Linked DNA regions of Mus musculus: all the other regions are linked to region 1. Evidence: chromatin contacts called from public Hi-C and HiChIP or PLAC-seq data. All regions are on one chromosome and are shown on one strand. The core of a region is the stretch at or near the end of the contact, and the rest is flanking DNA. Distances in the headings are between cores, read along the strand shown.

What was found. HiChIP or PLAC-seq counts read pairs in DNA pulled down with a chosen protein or histone mark. A called contact is a pair of places that touch in the nucleus more often than the background predicts.
Region 2: a contact with region 1 is called in an H3K4me3 HiChIP or PLAC-seq map of bone marrow-derived macrophages, with 7 times the contacts expected there. The contact joins two enhancer-like sites. A contact is called at or near these places in 1 of 15 datasets of contacts at CTCF or cohesin (pro-B cells), 2 of 484 Hi-C or Micro-C datasets (embryonic fibroblasts and peritoneal macrophages) and 3 of 115 datasets of contacts at active chromatin or transcription factors (bone marrow-derived macrophages, fibro-adipogenic progenitors and large pre-B cells).
Region 3: a contact with region 1 is called in a RAD21 HiChIP or PLAC-seq map of pro-B cells, with 5 times the contacts expected there. The contact joins two enhancer-like sites. A contact is called at or near these places in 1 of 15 datasets of contacts at CTCF or cohesin (pro-B cells), 1 of 115 datasets of contacts at active chromatin or transcription factors (large pre-B cells) and 1 of 9 other capture datasets (embryonic stem cells).
Region 4: a contact with region 1 is called in a Hi-C map of cerebellar granule neurons, with 1.7 times the contacts expected there. The contact joins two enhancer-like sites. A contact is called at or near these places in 2 of 484 Hi-C or Micro-C datasets (cerebellar granule neurons and granulosa cells).

The regions. Positions count from the first base shown.
Region 1 is chr10:17,517,793-17,525,349 of GRCm38.p6, reverse strand. The region is part of intron 3 of Gm32543 (a long non-coding RNA gene); the gene reads left to right. Among named protein-coding and RNA genes, the nearest start is that of Gm32656, 140 kb to the left of the region's middle. Within about 2 kb of position 2,954, at least 119 of the 459 cell types and tissues checked have an H3K27ac peak or open chromatin away from gene starts, as enhancers often do. A contact at or near this core is called in bone marrow-derived macrophages, cerebellar granule neurons and pro-B cells, where this site is marked.
Region 2 is chr10:16,633,094-16,640,650 of GRCm38.p6, reverse strand. No RefSeq gene overlaps it. Among named protein-coding and RNA genes, the nearest start is that of Gm20125, 460 kb to the left of the region's middle. Within about 2 kb of position 3,445, at least 23 of the 459 cell types and tissues checked have an H3K27ac peak or open chromatin away from gene starts, as enhancers often do. A contact at or near this core is called in bone marrow-derived macrophages and pro-B cells, where this site is marked.
Region 3 is chr10:16,786,649-16,794,205 of GRCm38.p6, reverse strand. No RefSeq gene overlaps it. Among named protein-coding and RNA genes, the nearest start is that of Gm20125, 310 kb to the left of the region's middle. Within about 2 kb of position 4,270, at least 18 of the 459 cell types and tissues checked have an H3K27ac peak or open chromatin away from gene starts, as enhancers often do. A contact at or near this core is called in pro-B cells, where this site is marked.
Region 4 is chr10:16,986,614-16,994,170 of GRCm38.p6, reverse strand. It overlaps Gm20125 (predicted gene, 20125), which reads left to right. Exons shown (of 9, transcript NR_038020.1): 2 at 3,714-3,875; 3 at 4,432-4,551. Among named protein-coding and RNA genes, the nearest start is that of Gm20125, 110 kb to the left of the region's middle. Within about 2 kb of position 3,825, at least 35 of the 459 cell types and tissues checked have an H3K27ac peak or open chromatin away from gene starts, as enhancers often do. A contact at or near this core is called in cerebellar granule neurons, where this site is marked.

The DNA.
Region 1 (7,557 bases), core at 1,705-4,204:
AGCCAAATATATATTTTTAGGGACTTTGTGTAAGTCCATTTGTACTTTATACATTAGTGATGTATGCCATCATGTTGTTGGATGAGTGAAGAGCTGACCAAAATTAGCCCCCAAAATAATTGTTTTTCTTCAGATTCTGGCTAGTTAGAAACAGTGATTGAAAGATTGGGATTGCAAGTGTTGCTGAACTAGCCCAGTCTTTTTTTTGTTTTTCCCCTGCTGTTGTTTGTTTTATGACTTGAACTCAATTTCAGCATTTAATAGAATTTTAACATTTGTTGTTAAGAAGTAAAGTGTCCTTATATATCCTAGGCTGGCCCTGAACCAGAAATTTTCCTGAGTGCTGGGATTTCAGGTGTGAGCCACCAGGCTTGGTACAGAATGAAAAATATTAAGTCATTGTGAACTATTAATCCTTTAACGGTTCACTACTGACTACCTACCTCTGTTTGCCCCTTTTCCAGTCCTCCAGCCCACATTTTACTATAATTAAACTCTTATCTTTTGCCAGGTAGTGGTGGTGCATGCCTTCATCCCCAGCCCTCTGAGGCAGAGGCAGGCAGGCCCTAAGTTCAAGGCCAAGGTGATTATTCCAGGAGGATGGCCAAGGATTCACAGAGAAACCATCTTGGAAAACAACCAGTCCAAAAAAAAAAAAAAAAAAAAAAAAAAACAAAAACAAAAAAACCAAAAAAAACCAACCAAACAAACAAACAAACAAAAAAACCAAACAAACCTCATACCTTTGCTGCTCACAGTGAAGGAATATTTTAAAGTTGTGTCTTCCCAACCCTTAGCCTTATTTCATTAGGAGTATGAAGGAACTAAAAATGCTACTTCTCAGCAAATCCTATTGTGTATTTACTATAAGTTGGATGCTCACAGCCCTGGGGTAGAATAGGAAAGAGAGACAAGCCTATGTCTTGATGTCTCATACAGCTGATAGTGGTACTAAGCCCTCAGAACTTCCTATAATGATAGAAAAGATCTCTGGTCATTACAGTATGCACTAGCACTTGAAAAATGTGGCATTGAAGAAAAAAAAACCTATTTTTTTCTTATTATTTTATTAATGAATTAAAAATAGCTACAGGAGGCCACTGAATTGAAAAGTCCCATCGGGAGAAGGATGCAGGAGGAGATAGGCTTAATGAGATATAAAGGAAGATAAACAGAGAGGGCTGGGCTAAAAATAACCAAATAGAGCAGATGGGAGGACTCGTGGGGAGAGGAAGAGAATGAACCAGAGGGGACTGGGATCTCAGCAGGATGCCAGTGGGGGAGGGGAAAATTAGAACAAAGTATAATGACATATTATATATATGAGTTATATATAATATATGAAAATTCGACAATGAAACCCATTAGTTTGTATGCTAACTTTAAAAATTAATAATTTTTTTTTATTGCAGCAATGAAAGAGCAAAACCAACTAGTGACATATTTTGGAACTAAGGAAAAAGTTAGACTCGAGATTAATGTCATGTTAACATATGGAAAATGTGGGAGACATGACATTTATACAGTCTTCTAGGGAAATAAGTTTAAATGTGTTAACAAAGCTAAAAGTCACCCTCAGAGGATGACTGGTCATTTTTGTGGCTCTTGTCAAGCCTTACAGATGCCGTCCCCCTCTAGAAAGACTATGAAGCCCACAAGGACCACAAGGATTTTGGAAGCATCAAGCGACCCTGACTCTACCCACATGCTGGCAATCTTTATTTATGGAGCTTCTCAACAGGAAGGAAGTTGAGCTTTTAAGGACAAATGGATCTTGCAAGGTTTTAAAGCTCCATCAAAGAAATGCAGTCTAAAATGTTCCATTCTACCAGGAAGAACGTCACCCATGACACAAAGTTGGAACAAGGCTGCCCTTGGATTGCGTGCCGGTGAAGACCTTCGTTGTTCCTTCTGGGTCATCACACACTTAGCTTAGAGCACACTCAGAGTCGTGGGTTCAAGGACCACGGAGAGCAAGTTTTCTTCACCAAGGCTAGTGCTCTCCAGACCTTCTGTAGCTGCTGAGCTGGAAGCCACCTTCTTTCTAGATTCTTCAGAGTCACTGTACTCGAGAAGAAGCCAAAGTAATGACAAGTGAAGGAAGAAGAAAGAAGGCCTGTGAAGCACTGGTGAGCATCATAGGCCTTTAAGGGCTGGCTCGGAGCTCCTGCCCGGGATCTCAGAGCACAGGCAGCTCTGTGCAGGAGCTTGACTGGCCACTTTATATGTTACTTTGTTGAATTCAAAAGGAATAGAAAAGTTCAATGAAGTCCTTGTTGATGCATTTGTCCAAAGAAACATTCGGCCAGGTGGATTTTAATTTCATGTTGACTGTAGTATTGTTTTAGCCGTGCTCCCTGTGGCTGTGGCTGCTCTAGTAGTATCCCTTTCCTGGAAGGCTGCCTTCAAACACTCCATTATTATAACATTTCGTTTGCTTGTTTTTGATTGGTTTGGTTTGATTTTTTTTTTTGAGACAGGGGTTTTCTGTGAGCTCTGGAACTCACTGTGTAGATCAGGCCATAAACTCAGAGATCTGCTTGCCTCTGCCTCCCAAGTGCTGGGATTAAAGGTATGTGCCACCACGCTTTATCATAATTGTATCATCTTAACTCTAATTCAGCCTACTGGGTTGATTCAAAGGCATATTTTCTTTTCCTTTTAAGTATGCTAAAATTAAAGTACTGCCTTTTTATGCCTTTTATATTGTTGATAACCAGGACCAAATACAAGAACACTTCTTTTTTTTTCTCATAAGTTTTTACATTCTGATTTCAGAATTTCATATATTCAAAGCTTGCCCTTCAAGTTTCCATAGGGAGAAAGGCTCTTCTGGAAGGCTTGAGGAAAACACTGGAATTTGGCCAGTAAGGTCAGGCTGGGTTACAGGCCTCTGTGGGGCCAAAGTCCAAAGCAACAAGCAAGAGGAAAGCACTCCTTGCAAGCTGCTTCTTCTTCTTCCTCTTTTTTTTTTTTTTTTTTTTTTTAAAAAACTTCCCCTTTCAGAGTCATTAGAGCACTTGTGTGTGTGTGTTTTATTATTTCAGCAACTCCTTCTACAGGGATGTGTTCTCTTCATGCACAGAAGCCCTGTTCAAACATTACCAAGAAGACTGATAAGAAGAAAAAGCATCCACTGATGAGTTCTCAGAAAGAAAGCATTAGATTTAACGACAGGGCAATACTGCTATGATTACTCGGCCCAGCTGACAGCGAGGTTGCCAGGCAGCACTTGTTCTGCCAAGAACGGCGGGAGAATGAGGCAACCATGTGGTTTGTATTACCAGGGTTTTTTTTTCCCCCACTAAAGTTTTTCAAGGTTCAGAAAGCGAACGTCACCCCCAATGATAATTCAGTTTGGAACAGCTACATTTTCTAATGCTGCGTTCAGCGACTGTGGATGTGTTTGCATCCTCATATGTGTGCTCACATTTTCACAATGAGGATGAGATAAAGTACAGCATCTCTCAAGACCCCACTGGATGCAAATAGCCAACCTCCAGGCCAAATTCTGCGCTTTCAAAAAAGAAAGAGAAAGATTAAAAACCTCCCTTGCATTTCCCAGGCTTCTACTTACAGCCTTTAAGAAGACAGCACAGAAAAAAGAAGCCAAAGCCAAGTTCAGCGCAGCTCTCGTCTACGTACTTGGTCCAGCCAACTTTAGAGTTGGAGTTGATTAAAAAGAAAAGTCATAATTTACCACAAACTAATCAGTCTGTGTAAAAACCATAAAATTAAAATGTTTTCATTGTTTTTTATTTTTTTTGTCATCTGATTTTTTTTCCACTTACAAGAGGTTGACAAATCTAAAATTATCCAGATTTTGGAATAATCTTGGGTCTTCTTGGAAATACTATTCTCAGGAAGTCAGAAATACTAAATTTCAACAAATGATTAAATTCTTAAGCAAATTTGCAGTCATACAGTTGGTGGATCTGCATTGATTTTAGTAAAATTCCTTGTGAATTAAGTCCCTTCTTCACAGAAATGCATATACCTCTGACCCTGTCTACTTTGTCAACCTTCCTACCATGCTGATCTCATGCAACTCTAAAAGAAACAGAGTTTTAAGAAGTCATTTTCTTCAAAACTGCTGGAGTTTAGATGTCCTTATTGCCTTATTAGTTTTATGGCTTCTGGAAGATCTACTATGATTGCCCCTGGAAAGTAGGCCCTTTTCCCAGAGGATATAAGGGGACGAAAGAATCCATAGCTGCGGCAGTCATACATTTCTGCCAAGACTTTTAAACAAAGAAGAAAAACTCTATTTGTCAGTCAGAATGATCTGGTCTAAGCAAAAATGAGGGCCTGTTTAGAGAGATTCCATCAAGAATAGTCATTTGGACTCCAAAAATATGCTTCAGAAAACACTAAATTAGTTTTGTCAAAATATAACCTTTGTCCTCAAAACAATGTTATTCTACATAGCATCTGTCTGTCTGCCCATCCATTACCCCAACCCTTTCACTGAGGCATTCAGCAAGAATTATTGAATTTTTACCGTGTTCTAGGCATCATACTGGACTGTGGAACTAGAGATTGGGGGGAAAAAAGACACAGCTATATTCACAAGGCCAGTGTCCTAGAGAGGAGACAAAATGGTCCTAAGAGAGGAAACAGACTTGAATAAATTGTTACAATCAAATAAAACAGCCACTGTAATGGCTGGGAAGAGAGAACACGTGGGAGACTGGATATAAGAGGATTTTGTCCAGGATCCTACTTGGAGCTCAGCAGACGACAGCTTTTTCTGTCCAAATGCCTCTTAAAATTCATGGAAGACTTACTGTCTGAGATCCATTTATTTTCTTTCTTCTCTTGAGATGTACAGGATTAGTAGTGCTATCTTAAGGAATTCACCACAGAGCTATATGGTTAAGGTGTTCTAAGACCATTTTCAGAGGAAAGTGTGCTCATTGGAGAAGGTGAGTGAGGAGAAGCAGAAGGGGACATGTTGATTCTGGAGAAGTGGGGTCAGTTGGGGGGGGTAAATTGGGAGGCGGTTTTACCCTTTATTAGAAATAATGATAAAACTTTCCATGGTAACATATTAATGTGCAAATGGACAAATGAAACTGTGTTGGCTGGTTTTATGTCAGTTTGACCCAAACTAAAGTCATCAGAAGGAAGGAAGCTTCAACCGAGGAGATACCTCCGTGTAATACTGGTTAGCAGGCACACCTGCAGAGCTGCAGTTCTCAACCTGTGACTCAAGACCCCGTTACACACACACCTCTGTATCCAAAAGGATTTGCATTATGATTTATAATGGTAGCAAAATTAAAATTATGAAATAGCAAACAAAGTAATTTTATGGTTAGGGGGTCACTGCAATATGAGGAACTGTGTTAAAGGGTCCCAGCATTAAACAAGGTTGAGAATTACTGATATAGGACATTTTGTAATTAGTGATTTATGGAGAAGGGCCCAACCCATTAACCCCAAGCTAATGCTCTTGTGTTTTTATAAGGATGGGAAAGCCACGAGGACCAATTCAATAAGTAGCATCCCTTCATGGTCTCTGCAGTAGTTCTTGCACTAATTTCCTTCAGTGATGATTATGATGTGGAAGTGCAAACCAACTTACCTTTCTTCTCCAATGTACTTTTGGTCATGGTGTATCATCATAGCAATAGGGATCTTAACCAGGACTGGCACTATTGATTAGATAACAAGTCCGATGTAATTTCTTATACGCTTTTTTTTTTTATTTACATGTAGTCACACCATATATTTGACATATTTCAAATTGATTCTGACGGTTGTTTGAATTCACTGAAGTGGACCACGGCTCAGTGAGAAACTAGAGACACTCTTAAGCTGTTTACATGCCTCAAAGATCAGAGTTAAAGTCAAGTTCAAGGCATCACCTCAGGTACAAATTACTAGAAAGTAATTTGCGTCTGTAAGTTAGGTTTTGATATCTTTAGTGCCATCAGCTATACGAATGTTGATGCTTTTATGTTGGCACAACCTGTAATGACCTGGAAAAGCGTATTTTTTTAAAGCAAATATTTATTTTAGTTTTAATTCTGTGTATGTGTCTTTGTGTGGGTGTGTACACCCATGTGCCAGTGTGAGCAAAGGCCAGAGGCATTGCATCCCAGGAAGCTTGAGACATAGGTTGTTATAAGTTGCCCAAAATAGGCACTGAAAATCAAAATTCTGTTCTTCTGCAAGAGCAGTCTGTACTCCTAACCTCGAAGCCATCTCTTCAGTTGCTGTGAACAGAATCTTAATGAGAGATGATCTAGATCAGGTAGGCCTGTGGGTATGTCTGTGGGGAATTGTTTTCATTTTTAATTGATTGGTAAGTGGGAAAAGCCAGCTCATTGTGGGTGGCACCATCTCATGGGCTGGGCCCTGAACTGTCTAGGAGTGAAGAAAGCTAGCTGAGTCGGCAGGGCAAGCAAGCGAGGATCTGTGCGTTTATTTATTTTTCTCTGCTTTGTTCTGTGGTTGTGATGCTTTAAGTTCCTGCTTTGAGAACTTGAGTCACAGTCCCCGAGAGAACGGATTGTAACTTGGAATTGTAAGCTGACTAAGGCCTTAATTTTTTTTTTTATTATTGTTGTTGTTCTGGAGATTTGTCACCGCATCAGAAATGAAACTAGAACAAAGAGTGACACCCAGAGATGCTCTCTATTTCCCAATATCCAAGTGAGGACTTTCATATTAAGCTCTTCCCTCTATTAAAGTAAATAGGACCGCATCCAACACTTGCATATGGGGAAATGCCCCTACTGCCACACAGCACTTCTGTAAACTCCCAAAGGGAACCTTAGAAGATTTAGAAGCTGATGTCTCATTGCAGTTCTTCTGAGGCTGTGGGAGAGCCAACAGAACGTGGCAAGAATCTGTAGCTGGATATCTTATTCATTAGAGGTAGAGGTTTAGGATCCAGGAGTGCATATTCTAGAATCTATAAGATTAAGGTTAAGAATGTGCCAGAGAAAGCCATGTCCCCTGGATTCTATAGTTTGAAATGGCTGCATCTGTCCGTGTAAGCTGTCACTAAATTCTAATAAATTAGAATTAAAAAAAAATACCAACCACAATACATTCAATAGTAATAGATTCAGGGGAATTGTTTGCTGACGGTTCCCCATCACTAACTGCATGCTAAAGTCCTCAATTTATTTTGTAAGTCATGTCAGTGGCTGAGATGCCAGTGGTCTTTCTGTTAAAGGCACTAAAGCCATTAAGAGTTTATTAAACCAAAGGGGTTGAATGAATTTTACGTTAAGTAGCTCAAAAAACAAAATCAAGTCTTACAATCTGCTACCTATGTTAAAATTTTCATTGAATGTAGTTGGATGTTGGCCATCACGAGTTTGACTTCAAGTTGTCAGGGAACATTTGGTGGCTTGGTGCTGGACCCAGAACTGTTCAGAGAGGGTAATTATTTCCTCAGAAGTGTCAGCAACCATTTATGAGCTCATGTGTGTTCCTAACGACATGCTGCAATCAATGTATGTCTTGACGACTTTCTTCAGAAGTGCTTAATCATTATTTACTGATTTTATTTAATTATACCTTTCAAGTTGAAAATATAAT
Region 2 (7,557 bases), core at 2,196-4,695, 890 kb after region 1:
CCCAAGTATTAAGTATTCCACCTTAAGATACATTGTATTTCTTTTTTTTTTCTTCTACCCACTCTTTTCAGGGGAATTCTTCTTTAATATTCCAATTTAGAAGTACATGGGTATCTGGGGTATTTTTCTTTTTAAAATTAAAAGCTGGTATAAAATTCAATGACTGCAAGTGAGGTTATGGAAGTCAGAAGGAATGACACTTGAGGCGATGTGAGACTTGACTCACTATCATGTTTCAGACACTTGATGAGAAACATCTGGTATGTGACCTCTAACAAGTCCTGACAGGGTCAGGTCTCCGGGATTAGTGCAGCGAGCTCCATGCTGCAAGGCATGCATTGATGGGAAGCTTGGATTTCTGGATAGTTTAGAGATTGAGACGTGAACAGTGCTGTAGTATTTATGTTTGGGACCTGTGGATTAGGCTGAAACCAGGAAGACCAAGGCTCAAGTGAAGCCAAATTCAAACTCCATATGGCATTAGCTGAAGAAGAGATTATTTACCATTATTCTCATGGCAGAATGTAATAGTGTCCCGAATGTACCCTGCCATGCATTGATGGGCTCAGCTGAGAAATGAGGTAGTATTTCAAGAATAGCTGGTCTTTACCTTCAGGACTCGAAGAGCTCTGAAGTCAGAAAACACCATATCTAAACATGAGAGCTTACAAACTGGTACTGCAAAAAGGACAACTCTACAATACTTGCACTAAAAAAAAAAAAAAAAAAAAAAAAGTGTTGTTGTATAATAAACAGTAGCAGTGTTTCTGCCTAGCTGTCAATCATGCATATCACATAGCAAGAGTTGTCCAAAACGTGTGTCCTCAACAAAGATTTGAGTCTTTTTTTCTGAAACTAATGTCTGTTTTTATCTTTCAAATGTTAAGTTTACAGGATTGTGTTGTTTTGGTTGCTTATTTTGATTCATGATGAAGAACAAAAAATTGGAGATTCTTGTAATTTGCATGCCCAGAGGCCTGTAATTATGAATAGAAAGCTGTATCTAATTTTATAATACTATTTTCTTATTTTGTGATTTTGATAATTTGCAGCAATTATAAACATATGAAACAGAAATGTTGTTGTACATACACATGATTCAGAAAAAATAAATTGTTCTTCAAATTTATGTCTCTAAAAAAACCCAAAACCTTAAACCAATATTCCTGTATTAATTTTTAGATTATTTGATATTTGTATAAAGTACAGTGACTACAATTCAAACAAGGGGAATTACAACTTCATGTACATATAGCTAAACACAAATGGAATATCTATTTTAAAGGATGAAAAGTTAAAATCTTAACATTGCATATAGTTAATAACATAAAATGGAACTCAATATTATATACATCTAAACCTATAGTATAAGGCTTTAAAGATAGGTGTCATATTCAAAATTAACTACTTGAGGTTTAGGGTATAATTTCCAGAGAATATCATATTTGAAGCAATAACATCTTTGTCTTTCCTAATTGTGGATGGAAATAAGTATTTTTTCTCTATATGATAAATTAATAAACGTTTGGGGTGGGTGACAACTGCACATAGCCCAATTAAAAAATATATGTATATATGAACATGTATATAGTTGGAAAGTTCAAAGAGCACAAAATAATTGTTCAAGAATGAGATTATCTTAGGCAGTATAGGATTATTATGTTATTCATATTCCTAAATTAGTAATTTTAATATCTATAAAATGTAAGAAGTTAGCACAAAATGTTTTGACAGCAAGTAAAATGTGGATATATTAATATCTGTATATTTATGGTATAATTTGTTTCTTTTTACATTATGTTTAACTTAAACAGATTATGAAATATAAAGACATCAAAGTAAACACTAAAATGCATTATGTAGTGAAGAATATAAAAACATACTTTAAAAGTAATGCTGCATTTATATGTGCTAAGTTAGTATGAATATATTATACTAACATTGTTATTTAACAGTCATTTATATTGCTATGTTATGAAAGTCTGTTCAGCAGTCACATATTTTTGTCAGTGAAGAGAATATAATTATTTTGAATACAACTACTGTTTCATTTATTACACATTTGTTTTCAAATAATATCTCCTCTAATTTTGCTGTCACCAATAAAGACAGAGCTAGTTTAACTTTCTTTTTCCTCTCTCTTTTTGTTCTTCCTTCTCTCCTTTCTTTTCTTGGTTTTCCTTTTTTGTTAATGCCTATATGCCTCTGTAGCTCCTGCCACTAAATCCTCATTTCCATTGGCTGTGTGGCTGAGTCTCTTCCCTCTTGTTCCATTTTTCTGCACTAACAGCATTAGGGCAGTGGAAATGAAATGTTACAGTCAACAGTGTTTAATATTTTTTTGTTCTTATCACTGTTAACACTTCTATTACTATCAAAACGTTTGGATCAGCACTGTCAGTTACACAGAACCTGCTGACACACCAAGGAAAACTTTGATAAACAGTTCTGCTGCGTTTTTCTATATTCTGCAGAGTTCTTATGTCAAAATGTTTCTTTGTTCCTTGGGATATTTATGTTGAAAAAATATATTGTGGTTTGTTAAGGGGGTGGTTTTGTATTTCTACTTGAAGTTTTAATCCTTTACTTCTAACCTCACAGTAGGTTGCTGTAGAAGTGATTAGATTGTAACAAATATAGGATTATTGTAATTCAGGGCAGACAATAAGCTGGGAATGATTTTCTAAAGAACAAAGATGTCATTTTCATGGAAATATAACAACAGTTTCAAAGAAAGGAGCAGGTTTGAAAGAAATAAATATGTGCTTGACTAGGGCAGATTATAAGAAGAAATAAAGACCAAAATTTCAAATGAAAAATTGACAGTTCTGAAAATTTACATTCACTCTTTTCTTTGAGTTCTAAGGCTCTTTGAATGTATGCTTATGGGCTTTCAAGCTTACTGCTTGCATTCATCAGGACCCCCTCTTAAATACCTACATTTAATTGAAAGCGACATTTGACCTTGAACAAAGAACAGCAGTTTCTCATTTATTTTTGTAAGGCAGAGTCATCTTCTACTGCATATTAAATCTTCCTTTGCATGTGAAAAAATGGAATTCCCAAACGTTGTAAGCCCAATGAAATTGTATATGCTACACAGGTTAAATGTTAGATGGCGGCAGACATTATATTGAGGACATTTTCTAAATAAGTTAAATATGGAAAATAACTGAGCAAATTGTCAGTATTTTCAGAAAATATTTCCCTCCCTTTCACACTGAGTGTGGGAAAGGGATTCTCAGTGCAAGATGAACTTCACTTAGTATGTGTCAAGTTACTACAGAGGACAGTTGCTTATCCTCAAAGAATAATGCTGCTTTGACAAACTTTTGAATGGTGAGAGTTACAGAGACAGTTTTCATCCTCCACTCCCATGACATGCCATTTTATAGCTCTGCTGATGAGCACACAGCTCCATCTGGGGGCAGAGCCAGAGGGAACATTTTTTGTCTTGGCTGGATGGCTGTCATCATTGTGCAATAGAAGCTTCCTGTGTCAACAGCACTCATCCATAGCCCATTCTTGGTCATACTTCTATCTAGTTTATTTCATGACATTCTGTAAGGTCATGGTGTTCATTCTAAAAGCCCTTCTGTAGGAGTCTCAGAACCTTGTAATTGGTTCTTCTTCTCTAACTGTTCTTCTGTGTCTACACATCCATTCCTTCTGGCTTTTTCAATGTAGCTTGTATTTTTTTTTCAGATCTAAATTACAGAACATTTTCAATTCACCTCCAAAATTATCTGTACTATTTGCACTTCTCTTCCTTATTCTTCATCTTTATTTCCTGTCAGGTCTACATTCTTATCTTCAAGGGGCTGGACTACTCTAATGATCCTTGGTTCTACATATTGGGTCCTTTCTCCTGAAACAATGTATTCTCTCATTCCCACCCTTTTCATTGGTTATCTCATGGCCACACCCAGACAATATACCTGAAGTTATTTATTTGGCATTGCTAACCTAGCTTCTTTTCACTTCACACTTTGGCATCTAAGAGTATTCCTTCCTCTGCATCAACACACATGACTGATTCAAATCAATAAATTCAAATCAATAAATTGAATAAGTTACAAATATAATTTTTTATTTACCCTCACTGTAATATCATGACTAATTATGTCTTAGTAATGGCTACTTGAAACACAGAACCAGCATTCTAATTACCATTTGCCAATACTTAATCTACCATTGGCAATATGTAATGTGAGTGTGTGCACAAGTATGCATGTATGCGCGCACACACACACACACACGTGTGTGTGTGTGTGTGTGTGTGTGTGTGTGTGTGTGTGTGTGTGTGTATTTGTGGTGCAGATGTGTGTCAAGAGGTTGCTATACACATAAGTATGGATGGACATAGACTCCTTGAATGTCGTACTTTCAGCATCTACCTTGCTTTTTGAGACAAGGTCTCTCACTGACACAGAACCCACCAAATAGGCTGCTGATCCTAGGAATATGGCTATCTCTGTCTTAGCAGTAATGGATCACAGACATGTGCTCATGGACTTGGGGTGATTTGTAAGACATTTTCCCTTGCTGAACAGTATGATCTGTAGCCCTTAATCAACATCCTTTTAACTGTTGTTCCAAATAGACACGTAAGCGACAGCATCGTTCTGCTCAGAATCTTTAGTTGCCGCCTGTCAGGAGCAGGTGACTGAGTAGTATATGGTTTAAGTGATGACTTCTCCACATAGAAGGTGTGGAATTCAGCCAGCCTGTTGATTTCTTGCTGTGCCTTTTCTTACTTATTTCTTCAATTGTTCTAAACGACTTGGAGGTTGAGTTGGACAACATTGTGCTTTTTTTTTTTTTTAAATCAGTAGCATCACACATGTAAGTAGTAAAAAGATCCTGACTTTTGTCATTTTATTATTACATCTATTATAAATGTTGTCACTGCAACTATCATAGGTACTGTGATATGAAATTTAATCACTAAAGTGGTTGCACTAAGCAGCTGTGTCTACGGAGCTTAGGAAATCATGAGAATGGAATCCGTGTAATTGCAGTTGGTGATCTTTTAAAAGAAACTGAAGGGAGCATTGTGTTTTACCTTCTTTTTTTTTGTTTTCTGAGGGTTTCACAAGTGTTGCTACCTGGAAGTAGAGATTCACTGGACATAAAATCAGTCTTTTGTTTGTATTGGAATTCTTAAGTTTCAGAAGTATGATAAAACACACTACTGTGCATAATAATTTTCCATTTGTGGGTACATTTTCTTAGCAACATGAGCACAATGATACCATAGGAAATAACCATGGTACAACATTCAGTTTTTCCTATGTACAGTTTTTGACCTTCTTACTACTCATCATGATATTCCTCTAAAATCAGTCTCTTCCTTACTCCTTGGGTATTCAACATACTGGATTGTTTACAGCACATCTTCAATGTGTTTACTCTCTTTTATCTTGTTTACCAAACCTTCCTTTCTCTCTCATTCATCTCTGGAAGAAGTGACTTTACTACATAGCTAGGTAGTACATTGCAACTCTATTATTAATAATGCTTTTGATGTATGAGTTTGTTCTTGACTTTAATATTACTTTACTTTTAATATTACTTTAGTATTGCTATAAGGCTATGAATATTTGGCATGAAAAAGTAGAATTTTATTCACTTCTTTAATGCTTTACACTGTATCTAGAATACCATAAACACCAAAAAATAAATAAATAAAGCATTTCCATTTTGAAAGGAATTATTTCAATTCTAAGTGAATGCATTGTTGCAGGGGCAGAAACTCCAGGTGGGATTTAGCAGGGACTTGGATTAAATATACAGTTTGTAAAATCCCTGTTTCTTCTGTTACAGTTGTGCTCCACTGATCCCTTCTTTACAACACGTATTTGCTCAGTTATCAAATGTAGATTCTATCTCAGAAAGTGCTTTAGGGCTCTAGCTGTATTTTTCTCCATCTAAATCCATCAGTGCTTGTCTGGCCACTGGTGTTATGTTATAAAAAGAAATTTTACACTGTTCTTCCCTTGCTTAAAGATTCTTATCCCAGGTAAAAATGTATCCCATGGTTCTAAATGTGCAGTTATTTAGTCTGTCTCTTGAAGCCTTCTTTTAGCCTTGCTGTTGATAGATACCCTAAAGCATACTCAATTCTGCACTTGACAACAACAAGGGGGGACAGCGAAGTATTTTTATTTCCTCTGCGTCTTTCCATGAATTGTTGGATTTTCATAAAATGCTCCCCATTCTTGTCTCTGCATCTGTGCAAATCCACAGCTCAAGCATGCCCCATGTCTCCTCTACTCATTCACTCACTGAGGAAGGACTGTCTGTAATTCCTGGGCAGATACCTTTTTGCATTGGCATCAGAACAAGCCTCACAGCAAACCCCATCCCTGCCTATCTCAGGATTTCTCTAGTCTTGTTTTCTCATGCCAATTTCTTCCTCTAATCTCTAATTTTAGAGTGACTTGTTCCATCCACTATGGGTACCTCCAATAGATTAATTTTCTTTCCAAAATTTTCAGGCACATTTAACTACTGTATATTTCTCGGAAAAATAAAGATATATTCAATTTTCACATTATTTATATAAGAACATATCAACATTAAGTCATTTTACTCTACCCTATCCAAGGGCCACCTGAATTAATTTATGTTTTCTCATTAAAATCTATTTTTAAAAATTATATTAAAAAGCCTTCATTGTCCTTATTAGGTCTATATTCTTGAATCCAATGGGGAGAACAACACAACTTTTATACTGAAATATATTTTAAAATGTTTCCAAAAGATAAATATATTGATAATACTGTACTGCATTTTACCGTCTAAAACTTTTCATTAAACCTCTTAGTTGCATCCTTCCTTTACATTCTGCCTTCTCACTAAGTGAAGCTTCTTCTAACTTTCCTCACATTAATTTCTTTTATATTATCTCCTCTTAATAATTAGTCCAGATCAATTTGTCTATATACAAGGACATGTATACATCATCTGTAAATATCTTTTTAAAATCTCACATCCTAGCACAATCTCTCAAGTGGAATATTGAGTATTTTTTTTCTGTTTTTAAAAAACCATCAACACATTGAAGGATTAATAGTAATCTAGTTACTAACCTTGAATATGAGATTTTTTTTTTTAGCTAAGTATGTTCCTTTTCTTGTTCTTACTATATGGTGACTGACCTCATTGCTCATTCCTTTCCTCAAGAAACAACTTGGACTTGAGCCTGCTTCCCTGTCATTCTCAGTCCCGTAGCCTGCTAATTGTGCCCTAAGGCACTGATTTTTTTCCTTTCTCCCTTTCCTCCTAAAGTTTAGTTCAACTTTTTTCTTTTTTCTTTTTTTATACGATACTAGCTATACCTTAACTAATACCCTTGTCTCTGTTATAATTTTGCTTCCCTCATTCCTCAGTCAAAATGGCTATACTTTTTCAAATACCTGATTCTCATCCAAAGATCTCCATAATAATCCTGGGATACTGTCTCCCAACCTTAATGTATGCATCTCTTATTTATTGCTACACAAACAAAATACAGGAGGCAGCCTACTACATAAAGAAATAAGTTGCTTGAGC
Region 3 (7,557 bases), core at 3,021-5,520, 730 kb after region 1:
CAGACTCAATACTGTGGAAATATCAGTTATTCAGATCTACATTTGTAAAAGTAAATCAATGTAGTGTTAATCAAAATCTCAGCATTCATTTTGATCATATCAACAAACTGATTTTGCTTTTTCTTGTTCATAATTCCCCAAGTCCAGAAGCAGCAACGATATTCTCTCAAGTGAGTGGGTTAAAAAAAAAAAAAAACACCTGTAGTATCACATTATTAGTGGAATATTATTCATTAATAAAAGGTAACAAGTACAAATGATTGAAACATATAAGGGAGCCTTTAATTTGCATTTCCAAGTAAAAGAGACATGTACTATACAAACAAACCAAGTCAGATGCCATTTTGAGAAAAGCAAATTCCAGACATTTCAAACTCTTCAGTTTTTCAATTAGAGCCTAGGAAAAGAAGTGAGGGATAAATAAAAAGGATGGCCACTGTTTGGAGGGTGGAAACACCCACACATCTCAAAGTTTTTAATCTAGAAATGTTCCTGTCCAAAGGAAGAACAGGGACAAAAACTGGAACAGAAACTGAAGAAAGGGCCAACCGGGAAACTGCTGCACCTGGGGATACACCTTGCCTGCAGGCACCAAACCCAATATTGTTGCCATGGTCAAGAGGCGCTTGGTGACAGGAACCTTGTATGGCTGTTCCTTGGGAGGTCGGGCCAGCAACTGACCAATGTAGAAGTGAGTGCTTAGAGCCACCCATCAGACTGAGCTCAGGGATCCAGGTAGGGGAGCTGGCAGAAGGACTGGAGGGGCAGAGGGGGATTGCAACCCCATTAAAAGAACAAGATAGGCTGACATGACCACTCAGTTCTCCCAGAGTCTAGACCACCAACCAATGTTTGTACCTGGAGGGACCCATGGCTCCACATACATATGTAGCATAGGATGTCCTTTCCTGACCGCAGTGGGAGGGAAGACCTTTGGTCATGGGGAGGTTTGATGACCATGAGTAAGGAGATAAGTGGTGGGGAGGGAGAGTGTGGGTGGGTGGGGCAGAACTCTCATACTGGCAAAGGGAGGGCAGATGTGAGAAGGGGGGTTGGAGGAGGGGTAACTAGGAAGTAGGATAACATTTGAGATGTAAATAAATGGAATGATTAATAAAAAGAAAGAAAAAATTATTAGTCTATGGTAAAACATTTCTTTAAAAAAAGGATAAATGGGGAAAAAAAGAAAAAAAAAGGACACGGGAGTTAGTGACTGGTAAGGGTTGTCTCTGTGGCACATGGCAAACATGTATCAAAACCCAGCAAACTGTACAGGTCAAAAGAGCCTTGCTTTATGTGAACTATGGACTCAGCTACCTTTTTAAACTGTATGCACTTAAATTCTTACATGAAGAACAAAATGTGTTTGTAGTTCATACAAAACAGACATATATAATTAAAATGTGAAAAGCAGCAATCTCCAAGTGAAGAGATTTAGAATTAATGGCTTTGCTTTTTCTGTCGTTTCTTTGCTAAACTCTTTCACCTCTTATTTAATGTTGTTAAAAATAAGAGTCTCATTAAACTATGACATGAATGTTAATTGACTAATAAAGTATATTAGGGATAGATTCTTACTGCAATAATAGTTTATGTACTGTGTACCAAGGTACTTTGAATGGATCTGTTCTTGCTTAATTGGAAGCACAGGCATCCCTTAAAGTTGTTTGTTGTTCTTGTTGTAGTAGATGATGTATTAGATGAATTTGAACAGATCAATGGATTTGATCCTGTGAGCATGTCTTCAAAGGGAACCAAAAGGTTCTCTTCTCCCAGCCTTATATTTTGCCAGATAGGTTTCTTATTTCTCCAGTCTGCCTATCACTTTAATAGCAATAATATTAAAGAATAAAATTTTTACTCTTTAGTCATTATCTAATGATTCATAAAATCTGTCTAGGGTACACAATCTTCTTTTATTTTCTTGATTTCTTCTATGAAACAAAATAGTTTATTCCTATGTCTTGTCATCAGGAAATAGCTTGTCTTAAGGGTTAATACTTCCATATTTGTTTCAAGGCTCTGGTTTTTATCTTTTCTTTTCTTTTTTCTTTTTAACTTAACAGCTTCATACTTTATTTTGTTTATAAAAGATCTTTTATTTTTATGTGTGATAAAATCCAGGTCCAGATCCACAGCGTTAGGAACTATTGAATTTTAGCAGCAAAGTCAAATAGTTTCTTCTGCAGATGTATTTCTTCCTCACTTTCCTTCACTACAAAATGAAGACTGTAAGTCAAGTCTTGCAAGATCTCCATGTGTTCTTTGTGATCCCAGTAGACGACATGCATTCTGCGCAGTCGCAGTCTACTCACTTCTAACACCTTTCCACACTTTATAATTGCATTCCTGCACCTGGTAGTTTCCCCTCGTGTATATGGGGATAATTCTAGCTCCAGTGTAGAAGAGGAAACGAAGCACCCCCCCCTTTTGGCAAACAAAACAGATGTTAACTTTTTAATATCCTTTGTATGCTACAGAGATTATATCTCTTAGTACACATGGCAGGTAAGTTTAGAACAGGATATTCACAGTTTTTGTGTGAGGAAATATTTAGTAATCAACTCTTTTCAAGGAAAAGAAAGTCACTTATTGGTAGCATTGATAATTTTCACATTGATACTTTCGCAACCTGACTATTTCAAGCCACCAGAATATGATCGACCTGTTTAATGTAATTCACGACCCTCATAAATCTGGTCCAGAAAAGTACTGAGAAATCCTGCCCTTCAAATACAGTTTCAATATTAGAATGAAAGAGACTCTCCTGATTTTGTTCACTTTAACTCTTTTGAGGGGGGCAATTTTCCATTGTGGTCTTTCTAGTAGGTTACTTTTATGTTATTCTTATAACAAAGGCTACTTCTCAACTTTGCTGTTACTGTTACTTTATCAAAAATCAATCAGAAAACTAATAATAGCATGTGTTAGATAAAATAGTAGTTTATTTCCCTCTTCCAAAGCATGGCTTGCAGCAGAATTTTATATTATTTTGTATTTTGATTTACAAAAATTTGTATAGGAATTATAAACTTAAAAGGTAATTAAAGTTTGTGAACTGAGGACCTACTGTGATCAAAATAGTAATTTGTAATTATCATCTCTACTATATTTTATTATTATCTACCAAATAAAATACCTCTTCTTAAAGTTACTGTTCTTCTTTTGTAATGCAACCAGTAGTGGATATTTTAGCTTTAGTCATTTTCATGATTTTGCCCTTTCACTAGGCTTTCTGAGGTCAGAAACGTTTTCTAGACTAATCCTTTAAAAGACGCTAGCCTGGGGATGGCTTGAAAATAGGACTAATCTAAAAAATACCTGTATATGTCTTAATTCCTGTGCATATCTTGCTTGGTTTATGCAGATGACCCTCACACCAGCACTGTTTTTAATCATAGACATCTTGGCTGAAATTTTCACAGTAATCTTTACATACTTTGTGTATGACCTTTCTCTCTTATTTAAGATTTTACATTATTTAAGGCATGGCTGAAGAATTACATATTTAACATGACCCCTACAGGTTTTAGAAGTTAGAAACAACAACAAAAATATGTAGGGGTGGTCTCTGCAGGTTTCTGAGCATTTTGTATTCATTTCTGAAGGGAGATGTCTCTATCATTCTGCTTAAACTTTATACTGTATGTCAATTTCAATGTAGAACAAAATCCACTTGCAAATGACACTGTGCTTACACCAAAAAAGGTGATCAAATAGTCATAGGAGCCTAGTCAAATAAATCCTGCATTTATAAAGATAGTATTTCATAAAATAGACTTAATGATGTTTATATGACTTCCTGTGAAAGCAGAAAGAACAGTATAATAATGGTATAAACATAGGAAATATCTGTCCCCAGGGACACATGATCACCATCTACAAGCCTAGAATTCATAGATTTTTGAGGCTATAAGAAAAATGAAAATTTGCTTACTACAGTTACTAAGGAAAAACAGCAAAAATAGTTTGCAAGAACAGACATGGTGCTCAGGTGAAAAGTTTACATGGAATATGACAAATATTTCAAATATCAGTAAGGTGTTTTTAAGAACGTCACAGATCCACTATTTTTTAATATGTTTGACAGACTCAATTTTCCTTCCTCTTCAAGTTGTGGAAGATGTTAGCTTTGAGTCCTCCCTGAGGAATTAGAAAAAAGAAAAAAAAAAAAAGAAAAAGAAAACTTTGATTTTCCCTTGAACTCATGTTCTTCCCCCTGTATTAGAATAGCACAGCAGCTGCTCTCTCGAATCTGGCAAATCCCAAGAGGGCTGGTTGTACTTGGTGATTGTAGTTAGCTCAGCTGCTCTGGGGTTAGAGTTGCTTCCTGCTGGTTCTGTGTCCACAAATATTTGTTAAATAATATGCTGAGAGAAGACATAGAAAGGATCTACAGCTGTGCTGGTAACCTCACCCCAGTATAGTCTAACAAATACTCCCAGAGTGCCTCAGAACACTCCTAATAGTCGACCATTGCTTATGAGCCTCACATGACATTTTCTTCCATATACAGAAGTCCGATTTTCTTTTAACACCCTTGGCTTCTCCTCAGGAAGGAAGAAAGGGTTATTTTTATTATTTAGCTTGGGGAAAAAGCAGTCCACACCAGTCACTTTTCCCCACCCTTTATCTGAGATAGCACCACTTTGGTGTATACTGTCATATCTTTAAATGCTATAATTTTATAAACAAAGTAAATCATTGAGAAGATTGACAACATTTTGGATGATGAGAGTACAGCTAAGAAAACATTCAGGAATCATGTAATTTGTTATCAGGAAGATCATTTCTTATCCCACAACATCAATTCCGTGGGTAATCAATATGGTATTTTGTTTTTTATCTATTTTCTTTTTATCATTTTGCAAACAGTTTAGAACCCTGATTTTGAATGCAAAGTGCTATTTATTGGATGCTATAATCCTTAGTGTAGAAGGAAATTCTTGGAAATTTGAACAAATTGTTTCTAAGTCTATACCAAGCACAAAACACTATCCTCCATAAATATCATCCAATTGTATAATTAACTAATATGATTTAAAGTCCATTTTAGTGAAAATTGTATCTGACTCTTTTCTTGATGTAGCTTTTGAAACTATTAAGCCCCATAAATATTTCTGAGCCCCATATATATTATTTAGGATAAGAATACATACCACCACATACATTAATGTGTAACAGGAGCAAATAAAAGAAGAATGGAAAATTCTCTCTCTCTCTCTCTCTCTCTCTCTCTCTCTCTCTCTCTCTCTCTCTCTCGTGTGTGTGTGTGTGTGTGTGTGTGTGTATGTGTGGTGTGTGTATGGGAGACAATTATATGTGTCTTTGATTACAGAATTAATTTACTCTATGACTTGGATTCTGAAGGGTTGTGTGAGTACTCTAATTGATTCCAAGATAATGGTGCCAGACCTTCCTTACAAAATTAGGCCTTCTTCCCCGTACTAGACTTGTTTCACCATTTGGATGTCTGTTAAATTGATGCTAACCCTTAATAAACTTAACATGTGAATACCTCATATTTCTAAGTGGGAATGCTGAACTTGTTAGAGAACAGTGAAAATGATTTCTGCAAGAAACAAACACAAACTTCAACAACCATATATTTTGTAAAAAATAATTGAATTTATGGAAATATTTAAAACCCCATAACTTTAATACATGGGTTAAGAATCTGGCAGATATTCAGCTCTCAAGAGAATTGGGCAGACTCGTCAGAAGTTCAAGACCAGTAATATGGGCTATGTAGAAGTAACAGATCTCAAGGAAGAGAGAGAAGGTAGAAGAATTAAGTGAGTGAAGGATCAGCTTCATTTTCTCCACCAATTAAAGAATTAAAGGCAGAAAATAAGAGTCATCAGAAATTTGGCTGAGTCATGGAGGAGACAACATATGAAATTGAGGAAACTTGTCTTTGACTTTTTAAAATTATTATTATTTTTAGAGTCTCATTTTATTTTTATTTTTTATTTAGATATTTTCTTTATTTACATTTCAAATGCTATCCCTAAAGTTCCCTATAAGCTCCCCCCGCCCTGCTCCCTTACCCACCCACTCCCACTTCTTGGCCCTGGCATTCCTCTGTACTGGGGCATATAAAGTTTGAAAGACCAAGGGGCCTTTCTTCCCAATGAAGGCTGACTAGGCCATCTTCTGCTGGCATGCTCCATATGCAGCTGGAGACATGAGCTCCTGGGGTACAGGTTAGATCATATTGTTGTTCCACCTATAGGGTTGCAGACCCCTTCAGCTCCTTGGATACTTTCTCTATCTCCTCCATTGGGGGTCCTGTGTTCCATCCTATAGATGACTGTGAGCATCCACTTCTGTATTTGCCAGGCACTGGCCTAGCCTCACTCGAGACAGCTATATCAGGGTCCTTTCAGCAAAATCTTGCTGGCATATGCAATAGTGCCTGGGTTTGGTGCCTGATTATAGGATGGATCCCTGGGTGATGTAGTCTCTAGATGGTCCATCCTTGCATCTTAGCTCCAAACTTTGTCTCTGTAACTCCTTCCATGGGTGTTTTGTTCCCTATTCTAAGAAGGAATGAAGTATCCACACTTTGGTCTTCGTTCTTCTCGATTTACTTGTGTTTTGCAAATTGTATCTTGGGTATTCTAAGTTTCTGGGCTAATAGCCACTTATCAGTGAGTGCATATCAAGTGACTTCTTTTGTGATTGGGTTACCTCACTATGGATGATATCCTCCAGATACATCCATTTGCCCAAGAATTTCATAAATTCATTGTTTTTAATAGCTGAGTACTACTCCATTGTGTAAATGTACCACATTTTCTTTTTAATAAAAGAAATTTATTAGAAATTTAGGAAGTATCAACAAGGTACAAAAGAAAGGAGAAATAGAGAAGATATGCCAGCATGGAGAACAGTCTCACAGCAGGCAGCCACATGATGGACAGGGCATCTTTAGAAGAAGAATAACTATTCCTACTGCACCACACTATGGTCAGCATCCAAAGGAAAAAGACAGGGGGAATGAAAAAGGAACTATGCCTTTCTTTCTAGGCATACCTAGACAAGCTTTATGGTAGCATTTAGAAAATGTACTAGGGTAGAGAATTCTGGGAAGGAAAAATATGCACATTAAGTTGAAACCCCATTCTGCCTGGGGTGGTCCCTTAGACAGATCCTTCAGCAGTACACTTGATCCAAATCATGAAGATACTCCATCCCTGTCTGTAACCTTAGGGAAGAAGGAAAGAAAATTTAAAAAGGGAAACAAGGCAAGAATACAAAAGAATCAGACATCTAGTCTGGATAAAATTTATTGAGGCCCTGATATCTTAGAAACTCAGCAATAACTCTAGGAATATTTTGGTTACATGGGACCATAAAGCCCCTGCAAAATTTGTCCCCTTTATTTCCTACAATTGACTTCAACCGATTGTTGACATTTTCCATCTGGCACTAGTCTTTGATACAAAGTATCTTTGCAATAGTAGGAACTGATGCAGGAGATATCTTTTAAGGATATGCAGGTGCATGTCTCATGTTGAGATGTAAAGTAAACAAAAAAGATGTGTTTATTAT
Region 4 (7,557 bases), core at 2,576-5,075, 530 kb after region 1:
AAAAAATCTCTCCCTTACTGTGCCTCTCATTGGTTGTTTGGAAACAGCTGCTTGATGCCAAGTTTGTACTTCGCTCTTATCAGCCCATTTGGTGAGATCAGAATGTGCCTGAATAACTCTGAAGGTTAAAATATGTTGTTGGAGATTTCTGTTACTGCTATTCCAGAAAGCCACCTAATAGCATCCTCACAGTCAGCAGGGACCAGGCTCTGTCTTTCTCATGATTGTGACACATAGTGGAAATTTACTGGCTTCTATATATCACAATCTCTGCATGGTGTGTGTCACACTCAGGATAAGCCCAGCAGGACAGCCTGCAAATGGCCTGGCAGGGTTGGTCGACCAACATATGGAACAGTCCCTCTGAAAACAAAAACATGCTGCATGCGCTCATGATCTGAGTTTTACATTTTGAGTTTTTTTTTTTTCTTCTCTAGCATAGATGGTTTAATTGTGGCACCTATAAACTTAATTTTTAGAAAACTCGATAATTATAATTTTTATAATTTCCTAATTCTTTTTTTTTCAGCATTCTAGAAGTTGTGCTTCACTGCTATTAAATACTATTTGGGTTGTACGGGTTTTTTGAAGTTGTTATTTATAGTACAACCCCTAAACCCTTATAATATATATTTTCATTTCATATATACCTAATCATTCAGACCTTCTTCCAGAATTGAAATATACTGCATTATCATAGCTACTCAACAACTAGAAAATATGCATGGCCCAACAAAAGCATTTGAATATTTCAAATTGCTGCTCTGTAATCTGAATGTCATACTGTGGCCTTAGTCTAGAAATGTCTATTAGAAAAAAAAGATGCCAAGGATTAATCTTGCCTTTTGTGGTGTGCTTACATTTATCTCCAAACAGTGTATAGTGTTTTGTCAGTTATTTATCAAGCTATTTATATGTTTATCTGGTGCCTGTCACTGGGGTACTCAAAGCCTTTGACAAGTGTGCTGTTAGCAGAAAATACTGCCCAGGAGAGAAAGGATATTCTTTTTTCACTTGACTCCTTCAGAGCAGAAGCCATAGTAATTCCTATATGATTTATTGAACAACCATTAGAAGGAAACAGGCAGAAATAGATCAGCCAATCACTCAAGGCATGGACACTGGATATCTATTCTTGTTGAAATTTCTGTCCAAGGAAGCATGAGAGTTGAAAAACAAATATAACCATCTTCCAAAAGGCAAGATAACAAACAGTTTTTGTTTTTTACTTTTTATAAAATGCCTTGTAGATGATTTTTGTTCTGTAGTATGTTATGTCCCTCTTTCAACTGCAGAACTTCCCTTGATCTTAGATGAGTGTCATTTGGGCAAAACCCCAATGAGTTATGTAGAAAGTGATAATTAAAGAACCATACATTAGCAGATGCAGATAATTTAATATATAGCAATTCTGAAGACTTATTATCACACCTGATGTTTGCAAATCAGTCACTTCCATGAGTGGTCCATCTGAGATTCTCATTTCTTTTTTCTTTTCTTTTTTTTTTATACTTTATTTTCTTTGCCTAAATGATAAGAGAAAGTTGTTAAATTAGCGATTTATGATCAGGATACTCAATAATGACAAGTCAGCCAAAGACAACCTCAATTTGTATTATGATATGATATTCTTCCACTATATTTTAATCCTTATAATGTTTCTACCTGAAAGGACCATCTTAACATTTTTTTCAATGTACAAAGAATGCTATTTCTTCTTTTCTCATAGCACTTGTTGAAGAAGCTAAAAGTCAACTGTCACCTCTCCATTAGGGCCACCATGAAATGAGAACACATAGGAATCTTGAAACAGTTGCTTGACTCCATATGGGAAGAATGTCTCTCTAGGAGACACTTAGTTAGGTAAAGAATTACCCTACTATCCTATCTCTTCCTGAGTTCAGATTTCTCATTACAGATTCTTTTTTTCCTATTCTTTTCCACATCTTCCACTGGTCATATGTTTTGAGGGATTTTTCACATCTATAAACCATGCTTCAATTCAAGGATCATTGAGATATTTAGATAACTTTTCTAGTAGATCCTTCCTTTATAGTGTTAGGATGAGTTCTTTCTGAAGCTTAACAAATTCTGAGGCAGGCTTATTATACCATCACCAGGTAAGGCAGTTAATAAAAATAACCCAGAGGAGAGAGTTCAAATCTGTATATGTGTGTTCATTTTGGTCCCATACAGAAAAGTACAGTGTATTTGAGAAATGATTGTGAAGATAAAACCATGTCTTCCTGTGCAAACTCCCACACACCTAGAAATAATTATCTTTAATTTTGCAGGGAATATCCAAAAATAGGTTCTTTTATATTCAATTTTTTCCCTTGAGCACAACATGGAAGTGAAAATTTAAGAATGTAATTATTTGCCATGCTAAGAATTCCTGAGTCTATATAACACTGCCACTCTGTGCTTTTCAGTAAGCAAATTAAAAGTTCAGATTATAGTGCCCTCTTTGGCAAAACCAAGGAGTGAGACCTGGTAACTCTTAGGATACTCCAGGTTCCAGGGTTTCATGTTCTATGATATTATCTTAGGAACTTAGCTACATGTTTGCATAGAAACATTTCATAAAATGAGTTCATATCATTGGCTTTGTTAATACCTGCATAGCTAGAGAAGAGTTAAAGACAGAGGGTAGATGGGAGGCAGAGAAGAGAGTCCCATAGTCCAAACATGCTTTTTAGACAAATTTAAGATGTACTTTCTGTGTAGAATTTGAGCAAAAGTAAAATCACTGTAAATTTTAGTGTCTATTTTATGGATGGTTATTAGGGATTTTAGTTATTTAATTTCCACAAAAATTCTAAAATAACTATTAGTAGCCAACTGAAACAGAATGCTAGACTCTGGCTGGAAAATCCCCAGATAAAAAGTTAAGAAGTGGCAGAAGTGCTGGTTTTTTGTGTGTGCTTGAGAGATCTAGCAGTTGCCTTGAGCAAATCACAACACTGGGGAACAAAGAGGTTCTCAACATAGGGTTAAGTAGCAACAAGGTGCTAATTCCTGCTGATTCTGTACTTTTCTGTCATCTAATAATACCAATCATGACAATAGAATACTGATGCAATATTGATCTAAAGCTGGAAAAAAACACAACTGTCTTTTCTCAAGAAAGAAATGTATTCACATGGGTGATATGCATCTAACTGTTCTCTTCTAGAGATTGCTTACAGAGTATTGATATATTATAGAGGGTTTCTATTGCACTTCAGATTTCTTAATGGATGTTGAGTGCTTTTTGTTTAATCTACCAAATGAAAGATAATTTATGCTTATTTGTATAATAACTAAGAAACTATCAAATATTTATTATTGAATTTAAGCAACAAAAATGGCAAGAAGAAACAACAGTGAATCTATTTTTTAAAGAAAAATGCAATTAAGTCTTTAGGGGGATAAGAATTTTCAGAACTATTATAAATAGAAGGGCCCATCTCAGCTTGATTACTTCAAAACAGCTTCCTGCAGCCTCCCACCAAGTAGATGAGCAATTAGAATAATCACAGCAATAAGTCAAAGACACTTGCTGTTCAAACTTGTGACTTTTCCTTTTGGCAATACTCCTCGGCTATTCCAGTTGTACACACACACACACACACACACACACACACACACACACAAGCATGCACATATTTAATGGAGTTTTATTTGGTAAAAGGCAAAATGCCTGAGACTGACTTTTTGTGTTTTGTCTCAAGGTTAACTAAAGGGCACTGAACAAGTAAAGCTGTGCTGAAAAGAACAGTGGCCAAGGCAGGGATATTCTTATACCACAAACAGTCATGCAGATGGAAGTCTGGCCAACAAAACCATAAAGCATCATGTCTCACTGTGACTCAATCTGTCAGCTCAAGTACAAGGTGACTCAGGAGAGGGAGGACTGTGTTTTGTTTTGTGATAAGTACTCAAAATTTCTTGTATATTCATGCCTGTTATATAGTGCTGATATAAAAGAATAAAAATTATTTTAATCATTTAATAATTGCAAAGACGGGTCTTAATTTCTAAATTTAAAGGAAATGAAAGACACAAAGCAAACGGAGTGAGAGAAAACCTAGAGATTAACAGTATCTGCCTGAGTCTGTACTTTTGTTTGTAATATCTCTATGATATTTCTACAACAGATGCTAGTCAGTTGATTCAGTATGCAAGGAAATTGACATTAAAAAAATAATAAGACAATAACATATCCTTTGCAAGGCAGTCATATGATTTTCTTCTGTCTGATTTTTGAGTATATAATTCTAAGTTTCCTCTTTGTTCTTTGGCTTATATTTTTAGATCTTCTAAGTTAGCAGAATCTTAAAAACACAAGGGTTGTAGAAGAGAATGTCAAATAATTTTGTTCAGACTTCCTTATAATGACATGCATTTTTAATACCTTGCCTGTTGTCCATCCTGTTCCTGTTTCCACAGCCTTGAGTACACAAGTTCTTCTGCATTCCCAAATGCTTCCTTCTTTTGTCTCCAGTTAAAGACATTTACCACTTTCTGGGAAGGATTTCAACTTCAACTTTTCATGAAATACGATGAGAGGTCAGTAGACACACACAGCAAAACCACATAAAATAAATCCCAATTATCAAAGAAAAAAAGACAAGGCTAGACATTGTTTTCATGGCTTAAGATTAACAAATATGTTTTTTTTCCATTTGAATGAAATATATAATATCTGAACACACACACACACACTGGGGTTTAATATCTAAATTCTGAAAACCATGCTTGCTAAATAAGACTTTGAAGAAGGAATACCATCTACAATATGAATTAGAATCCATCTATCTATCTATCTATCTATCTATCTATCTATCTATCTATCTATCTACCTATCTATCTACACACACACACACACACACACACACACACACACACACACACACACAATCAAAATAGAAACAAGAATGAGGACCTAAAAGTATTGTAATTGTAAATTATGGTATAACTAGATACACTGAGAGAAGCAAGAAAAGTGGAGAATCATTACAGCCACAAATTTTAATGTCTAAAATCATTGTTGTATAGGGATATGTCACCTAGTAAAGATAATTGCAAATGTTGCTATCATTCATGACGGCTATAATAGGAAAATAATATAAATGATTAAATACACAATTTACCACTGATACTGTGCCATGATGTTGCACATGATATTGACTGGAAGAGGTCAGATGAACAAATAGTCCACATAAATACATGAGCGTATTACCATTTGAAATATAAAGGGAAATGTTTTATTGTCATTTGAAAGTTGGGTGCTTTTTCAGAATAATTCAATACCAAGTAATATTGGTATGGTTGGCTGAGCTGTATTCCTCTGCCCATCCACATATTGAATTCCTCAGCTTCAGTGGCCCAGAACATAGCTGTATTTGAAGACATGTCTGTAAAGAAGCAATGAACTCGGAAGGTGGTTACTGGGGTGATCCAATATCTAATAAGGTGGCTGTCATTAAGAAAAAGAAGTTTAGATATAGATACACACACAGAGGAGAGGCCACATCAAAAACAAATAAACAACATTAACAACAAAACAGGAAGAACATGACCAAGTAAAAAGTCAAAAATAGAAACGACTTGAAGAAGCCATCCGTTTTCACATCTTTTATGTGGGATATCTGGTCTCCAGAATTGAGAGATAAGTTTTTTTTTTCTTATTTAAACCATCTGCTCTGTGATGATTTGCTTTGAAAATATTAAAAACTGTATATCAGGACATTTTGTAAAATGTAAACTCATTACCAAGGAGTGAAATCTGCAGCAGATGAAGAAAGGAGGTTCCTCTGATGACCAGGAAGAACTTCTTTTAGATTTCACCTGGCAGGAGTTCACGGGGTGACGAAGCTTAATAAGGATCCATTCTGTGGTCGTGTTCCAAAGAGTTTCGAAGATGGGATATTGGGGAATATGAGTGATCTCTTGAAAATACACACAAGAACGTCCCGGACATTTGCATGAGAGTATGGGTGGAGAGAGGCTGACTGTTTGATGATAGTACACATTGCATGATTGATTAGTGTTGCCTATTTTGGGTTAGAGGCTTACCCAGAGTTAGATGACATATATTCTCTTATACACAATACCTTTTGCATATTAACCACTATGTACATTTGTCACTAATACAGACATCTCGGAATTAAAGTTAATCTCCCCAGTCTTCCTTTGACCACATAAAGTTGACAAATAAATGTCAATTATGCTGTATATTAAGAATACATCTGAATAGTGTGTATCTTAGAATTACTTTGTAAGTGATGAAGAGAGAGGCATTCTATTGTTACTGGTAGCTAGAAGAACAGTTCCTTTATCACAATGATAGAAAGAGGCAAGATTATTAGTTGACACCATGGATATTTTAAGAGTTGATCTTTGTATTTTTCAGGATTAAGTCTCACAAAGACTTTGATATTTAATGAAGGGCAAACTATGAAACCTTTTTGTCTTAGTGATCATCATTTTCTGGAGCCCACTGGAGAAAAGAAAGCAATGTATGGATCGGTCAATTCATTCATATTTCTACATCTTTAGCAGACATGGGTTGGTTTTGTTGGCTGTTGAATACATAGCCCAGAGACATGCATGCCATTCTATTTTCTAAAACAAACAAACAAACAAACAAACAAAAACAAAAATAAAACTTTGCTACAAATCAAGCACACAATAGCTCCAGGTCTGTCACTGAAGAATAGCTCTGAATATGATTTTGGAACTATGCAAAAGAACCTTCATCAGATGGACAGAGACTGCAAAGCATCATAAACAGCATTGTTCTGGGGCCACTCTGTCAACTCTGATGCTGACTCATGAAGATTCTCAATTACTATTTAGGCAGCATTTGGGGTAGAAGAAGGAAGCATTGTAATTTGATTAAGTGTTAAGATATGAGTTCTGGTGGAATGCTCTCTTCAGGTCATTACTGTGTCCTTTTTTAGGAGACAATTATTGGCTAATCAATGTTCTAAGTACCACCCTCCAAATCTCTTCTTTGTTCAGTGCTATTTTTAACCCTGTATTTACATCAGGGGACCTATTTCTCATTGGGAGTATTTTGAAATTAGAGACCTTGAGAGGACACATAAAGTAACTTAGAGAAGGACCAAACCATATAAAGCACCAGGAAGACAGTTTTCATATATTCTGTAGCGTGTACTATTTTTCAAATGTAGTCTCTATTTTGAACACTGAGATTAAATATAGTTGATATTTATTAGCACATATTTTTCTGTCCTAACATTACTTGCCACAAATTAATCTGTTGCATTAATTGTATGCTATATTAATTGTAAGTCTTTTCCTCCCACGTTTCAGATTACTTTGTTTTTTTTTTCCTTTTCTTTTTTCAAATCATTCTTGTCATCATTTTGCACATGGTTGGCACAAAGGCTGAAAATGGTAAGGTAATTTACTTTCAGTTTCTCGAGAATCTATACTCTGTCAATTTCAAGTTACAAACTACAGCGCATGCGGCAGCATATGTTGCTGCTCCTTATGATGAATAGGGAGGAGTGTGGGCTTCATGACCTCTCCACAAGGCTTCCGGCT